Linked DNA regions of Ovis aries: region 1 is linked to region 2. A link is a contact called in public Hi-C data. All regions are on one chromosome and are shown on one strand. Each heading gives the region's core, a stretch centred on a gene start, on an enhancer-like site or on the middle of the called end of the contact. The rest is flanking DNA. Distances are from core to core; before and after follow the strand shown.

Evidence for each region. Hi-C and Micro-C count contacts between places; a contact is called where the count stands out from the background.
Region 1: a contact with region 2 is called in a Hi-C map of liver, with 2.4 times the contacts expected there. The contact joins the enhancer-like site here to the promoter of VPS53 in region 2. A contact is called at or near these places in 6 of 16 Hi-C or Micro-C datasets (blood, liver, mesenteric adipose tissue and 2 more).

The regions. Positions count from the first base shown.
Region 1 is chr11:22,155,088-22,158,398 of ARS-UI_Ramb_v3.0, reverse strand. No RefSeq gene overlaps it. Among named protein-coding and RNA genes, the nearest start is that of RFLNB, 5.6 kb to the left of the region's middle. Within about 2 kb of position 1,493, at least 6 of the 54 cell types and tissues checked have an H3K27ac peak or open chromatin away from gene starts, as enhancers often do. A contact at or near this core is called in liver, where this site is marked.
Region 2 is chr11:22,020,416-22,023,792 of ARS-UI_Ramb_v3.0, reverse strand. It overlaps VPS53 (VPS53 subunit of GARP complex), which reads right to left and starts at 1,378. Exons shown (of 23, transcript XM_012185438.5): 1 at 1,174-1,378. The coding sequence starts at 1,260. LOC121820569 (a long non-coding RNA gene) reads left to right here and starts at 1,437. Exons shown (of 3, transcript XR_006061119.2): 1 at 1,437-1,776.

The DNA of each region.
Region 1 (3,311 bases), core at 244-2,743, 130 kb before region 2:
ACAAGAGTGGGACCCCCACAATGGCTGCTGCTTATTGTTTTTGGAACAGCTTGTGTTCAGTAAACCCAGCCAGACAGCGGATTAAAAACCACTGCCGGCTCCAGCTTGCTGGCACATGCTTCGGGGCCCAGGCACCTTGCAGGCCCAGCCCCCTGGGTCTCTGGGCTCCAGGATTCACGCTGCAATGGCTTTGCCTTAGTACTGAACTAGGTCTCCCCTTGCCTTCATATGTACCCGTGTCAACCAAAATGCTTAAAAAAATAGGACTATATTTTGTTTCCTTAAGTATTTTAAGATTAAGGTTTGGGGGGACTTCCCTGGTGGTCCAGTGGTTAAGACTTTTCACTTCCACTTCAGGAGGCATTGGTTCGATCCCTGGTCAGGGAAGTTCTGCCTGCAGTCAAAAAAAAAAAAAAAATCTACAAATAATAAAGAACATGAAAAAAAAATTTAAGGTTACCGGTTTCAGAGAGCATTGACAGGGACCTGCCATACTCAATAAAGAAAGGAACTGAATTAAAAAGATGTACTGATACAGCCCAAACCCATAGGCGTCTGTGTGCACACATTGGTAAGGTTGGTTCATACCTCTGTGCCCCTGGGACTCACAAAGGTGGCCTGAACCACACAGAGGTCAGCATGCCAGAGCTTGGCAACTGCACAGAGAAGTGTGCCTGCGGAAACAGGCTGCCTCCTTTTCTGACCTCTCACCTGTGAGACCACCAGGTCAGGTGGGGAGGTGGTGTCTGGCCCAGCCCATGTGGCAATGCTCACCCAGACAACCAAGTGCAGCTTGGGGCGGAGTCAGGCCTGTGACCCCTGAGTGGGGGACCTGGGGACCCCCAGTTAAATGCAGGCTCCACCCTCAAGGCCTCCTATTTGTAAGCTGAGAGCTATTCTCCCAAATGCTCGCTAGTTACACAGAAAAAGGGCTGTGGCCTCTGCAAAATAAAACCCAGATGGGATTAAAAAAAAAAAAACCTCAGATGGAATTTTGAAAAGAGCTGGGGCACATGGTCTTGTTGGAACGGCATCAATACACTTGCACTCTTGGCTCTGTTCTGCTTATTCACACCGGACAAGGACTCGCAGCCCAGAAAAATAGCCCTTCGTTGAGCCACTGAAGTTAAGACCCTTGGTTCCTCGGCTGAAGGGCGCTATAGAAGGGTGTGCAGGCCACAAATGGCCAGTCTGCTCAGCCGCTCTCCAAAGGCAGCCTCCAGACTACGGGGTATTCAGGACCTCTGGGGGATTAGGGTCTGCAGGGCTGTGTGGGGAAGGATGGTGAGTGGGAGCCCTGGGAAGGGGGTACAGTTGGCTCCGCTGTCCTCCCCTGAGCCACTGCCCCTAAGTGCATTCCTCTCCACCCGCTAGATTCAAAACAGAATACACAGCCGCAAAGGCAGCTGTGGTTTGCAGCTCTGTACTGCTGGGAACTCCTGAGACTCACTGAAGGCTATTACATGCCTTTGAAGAAATGTTTTTCAGTTTCGAGTCTCTACTGAAAATTCGCCAGGGGTAAAGAAAGAACTTGAGGTGAGCGGAGAAGCACCAAAGAAAAATTCCATGCATTTCCTGTTTTCCAGGTTGTATCAGTTGATGATTAACTGGAATTTTATCGACTATTGCCTTGTACTTCTTCTGCAGGATGACTCCAACCAGTAACAAGCCTTTCTGGAAAGCTCTGAAGGTGTCTCTCATATGCTGCTAAATAAATCTGGTCATACACACAGGACGCCTGCTATTAATTTTCTTTTTCTTTTCCCGAACCCACTGCTGCAGCCTCTGGTTCTGCTAAGTTGGGTGACAGTGCCCTCCAACAGGACCACAGTCAGCTCCATCAGGCATTCAGAGGCTGCGGCCAAGCCGTCACTGCTGTGGGTACCAAAGCACTGGGCCATGCTGCCAACACTGGTGGTGGGGGAGGGCTCCGTGGCCCGGAGGTGCCAGAGCTATGCTGTGATCTGCAGCTAAGTGCCTCCCGCTCCTTCTAGTTATGTTTATAGGGTGGTCGTTTATAGCTTCGTTTATGCCTGCCTCCTGCCCTAGGTCTCAGCTGGAATGATGCAGGGGCTGCACCAAGAGACAAATAGTAAAAGAAGCCAGCAAAAACAAACAAACAAACAAACAAACAAAACTGCTTTGGATCCAAATCTCTCTCCCCTGAGCTTGGCTTACCCTTCTGGCCCCTTCTCTTCAGATTTCTCTAAAAGACTGTCTGGTTCCACATGCAAAGAGAGCCTCTGGACCTGAGGATGATGGGGCTACTTGACTTCAGTCCCAGTCAGCGCCCTGCCCCACCAGATGCCCATCAAACATCACCTGACCCCCATCTCAACACCTTGCTTCTCAAAGCCTGAAAGGTTAGACTCTGTTACTTCCAGGGATCCCTTTTTTTAGCATCAAGCCTGTCCGCCATCTGAGAAAGGACCTTCTGCTGTTAGTTCGCTGTGTTAGAAGCAGAACTCTCTAGAATGTCAGGCATTGACATCTTATAAACCTAAGACAGGTCACAATCCCTATCTGTTCTACTGCTTGTAATAAAAAGAGCGGTTAATATGAGCTTCGTGTGGGCCTTCCATCACACATGAATATTAAGGAATCTGGGCTTTGTGTTCCTCATTGGAAGACTGTTTATCAGCAGATACCCTAGTCTTACCCCACAAAAACTATTTCACCTCTACTCCCAAGGCTGAGAGCTCTTAGCAAAATCTGCTCTGGGTAAGAGTTTTTGGGGTCTGGGTGTGCACTCCCACTAGACCCATTCACTCAGCCAGCACCTGCCAAGGGCCTCCTGTGTGTGAGGCAGAGTGTGGGAGCATAAGGAGAGCTTCACCAGCCTGGGGGAGAGAGGGAGGGGAGGCTTAGGGGAAGAAGTCTGGAGGGAGTGATGCCCATGCTGATGCAAAAGCCTTAAGTAAGGAACAGGCAGGCAAAGAAGGAAGGCGGTGAGGAGCAAAGCCCTGCCGTGAGGTCTCTGAGGACCTGGACATCTTCCCCCCGGCCTCAATTCACTGAGTGGAGATGACTGCAGACTTGACAAGGGCCCCAAGTTCAATCCCTTCTGGAGTCAATTAGCTCCAATTCTGGACATGCCTCCTGTAAAGATGTCACACTGGTGACAAAGGGGAGTGAGTTAGGGTGGCTCGTTTAGTCCCGCTTTGCTCCTGGCTGGAAATGCGTGTCAAAGACACGGCAACAAGCTGTTCCTTCTCCTTCGGCACTTATGGATAGTTTTGTGATGATACCTTGGCATACAGAAGGTGAACGCTCTGTGCTCAGTTTAGCACCTAAGGCCCCAGTTTCTCTCA
Region 2 (3,377 bases), core at 129-2,628:
TGGGGGGCCTAAAACCCTCATCAAACAACTGGCTGCATTATTCATTTCTTCTATTGGAGGCCAGTAGGTTCAAAGCAAATGAAATGTATTTCTCTTTCTGGCTGATGGAGGTGGGTGGGGAGCAGTGTGGCTTGAACACGCAAACCTTTGCCCTGGCATTCCCAGGATGTGTCAAATGTGCTTTGTGTGAGTAATCCAACCACTCCAAGAAAAACACATATCCAAGAGGTAAGTGGGACAACACAAATTACCACACATAGTATGTATTAATGCTCAATAAGTATTAACTATTAGTAACAGAAGTAGTAATGTTTTACTTTGAAAAACTTCCGTGATCATTAAGTATGGCACACCCCTCCTTTTCTTAAGTCTGCTATACCAACTCCTTTAAGAGAGATTTTTCCCCCTTTATCAGGAGCAATAACCTGCAGAAGGGTCTAAACTGCCTTTTTTTTTTTTTGAAGATTTATTTTTGGTCGTTGTTGCTATGCATTGGGCTTTCTCCAGTTGTGGTGAGCGGGGGCTATTCTTCGTGGCAGTGTGAGGGCTTCCCATTGCAGTGGCTTCTCTTTTTGTAGGACATGGGCTCCAGGTACTGGGTTTCAGTAGCTGCAGCGCATGGGTTCAGTAGTTTTGGAGCAGAGGCTTAGCTTAGTTGCCTGGGAATATTCTTTAACCTAATCACCAGCAGAAATTCTCAACCATTTAAGAATAGTAAAGGAGGTCTCTCTCTCTCTTTTTCAGCCGTTTCCCTCTGCTTTGCGATATGCTTCAAAAGCAGAGGTTACCCACCTCCTGAGTCAGTCACATGGGGCTAGACGGAGAATCCAAGAACACTGGGACACCAACCTGATGAAAGAACAGCCCCACAACCCCTACCGGAGGTTGCTACCCACGAGATCCCTTCTAGGTACATCGTTTCAGGAGGCACAGCTCCTTTGCCCAAACCCACCAGCACGCCCCACCCTCCAAAGTCAATCAAGGCCGAGGAAGACCTCTCTTCCTTTTCTACATTGAGAAACTCATTCCCACCACCACCTCCCCTAAAAACCTTTCCTTGCCCTTGGCGCCTAGCTCCCACGTCTCCGTCCGAAGACAGCTTCCTCGCCGTCCCACCCCCAGAGTTGCCCCAGTCTCCGCACTCTCCTCCCCTCGGGGGGGCGGAACGCTCACCTGCTCGATGGCGAGCTGCACGTCGGGCGTGAGCTGCAGCACGGCTTCCAGCTCTTCTACGAACTCCAGTTCCTCCTCCTCCATCATCCTGCCGCCAGCTCCCTCCCGACGCCCACCCGGACCTGGAACCACACCTCCTGCGGCCACTCACGCCGGAGACCAGAAACGCTCCAGCTGCAGCTGTCCGGCGAGCCTGGGCTCTGTCAGCCAATCGGGCACTTCCGGGAAGCCGAGCACTTCCGGAATCCGAGGCACTCTGGGATAGCGGAGGACTTACCTCTGGTCGCCTGAACTAGGCATTCCTACCACCTCCCGAGAGTACCCCTGAGCAGCCCTGTAGTTCGGCGGCCCATACCTCTCCTTAAGATGATGGGGACCCGCTTCACCTCTCAGAAGGCGCCCCCCTACTCGGGCCCTGGCGCTGGGGAAGGCCCGGCAGGACAACCCCCTCCTCCCCTAGTGAGGATGCGCCCCGACTGCGTCGCGATCAAATAACAGCAACCCTCACAGGCCTCGAGGCGGGCGATCCATCTGCTCTCAGGAGCCCCTTGCTCAGTGGCACTAGGTGTCTCCCCAGCCATCGGGGAGAAATGACCCCAGCTGGTAAGTGGCGATGTTGCCAAGGACAATTTGTAGGATGGAACAGCGTCCACTTGATATTAGTTCCCCGTGTGCCGAGCCTCTGGGCTGTTTTCAGGGCGTGTCTGCAGCTTCCTTCTTGTGGGGGACGGGAGGGAGAGTCAGATTAGGCAGTGACCCACCCTGGGGAAATGTTGACTTTCTGGGACTCTTGAATAGCTAGAGTCAAAGTCACAGTCCACGAATGATGAGCTATATAATCTTGAACAAATTACTCCATCGACCCGGCTTACCCGGCAAGGAGGTGGGAGAGAGAAATATTAAAAGCACTATGCAAATTTAAGCTAGTAATACAGGTTAGTAAGAGGGTGTCCAGCCCTCTGCACCGCAGAGGAAAAGCAAAGTCACCCTGTGGAGCCACTTTTCCTCCAGCTACAATGAGATCATTGCAGCCAAAGGAAGAGTTGTTTTACCTGTTAAACATTGTGAAACTGAGATGGCAGCATCCCTGGTCCCAATGAGCTTTTTTAAATAATCAAGATTGTAGTAAAGGAAGAGTTAAACATATAAATCAATTATTTACTAGAATGTTATTGACTCAAAATCATGGTTTTGAAATTTATTTAATGACATGGGAAAACACTCATCAGAAAGCAAAAATACACAGCATGATCCCAGTTTGTGTATTTTGTGTCTATAAAAATGATAAGAAATTCTCCTTTTCTGCAGGCGATTCAACATATTCTTTGCAGATTTTCCCAAATTGTCTATGAACCTGTAACACTTTTATAATCAGAAGTATATTTTTAAAAGAAAATGATAATTATATCTATCTCTCTTGGATGTTTTTCATTTTTATATACAGTAAGAAATATATATTAAGTCCATCCATTTAGTTTAGAATGCCATGAATTTTCATAAATGCATATCATCATGTACCCACCATCATAATCAAATCCTAAGATAGTTCCATCATCACCACCCCACCCCACCCCACATTCTCTCATGCCTCACCTACTCCCCTGGCAAGCACTGGCCAGATTTCTGTCCCTATAGTTTAACTTTTGCAGAACGTCATATAAATGGAATCATACAATATGTCACCTTTTGAGCTGGTTTCTTTCATGTAACATGATGCATTTGCATTTCATCCACATTATTGCATGTGTCAATAGTTTATTTCTTCTTGCTGAGTGGTAATCCAGTCTCTGATATATCACAGTTTCTTTATTCCCTGGTTGAAAGACACTGGGGTTGTTCTTAGTTTGGGGCGATTATGAATAAAGCAGGATTTTGCGTGAATGTAAGTTTTCACTTCACTTGGGTAAATAACCTAGAAGCGGTCTTGCTGGGATGCCTAGTAAGCCTGTATTTAACTATATTATAAGAAACTGGCCAGCTATTTTCCTAAGTGGGCTGTTATCATTTTTGCATTCCTGCCAGCAATGGATGAGAGTTCTGGTTGCTCATAGAGCTTATTTTTAATGATGATTTTAATAACTCACATTTCCTAGTCCTTGCTATTTGCCAGGCACCATGATAAGTGTGCTACTGCTATGTAATCGCTAAGTCATGCCTGGCCTTTTGAGACTCCATCGACTGTAGCCCACCAGGCTCTTCTGTCC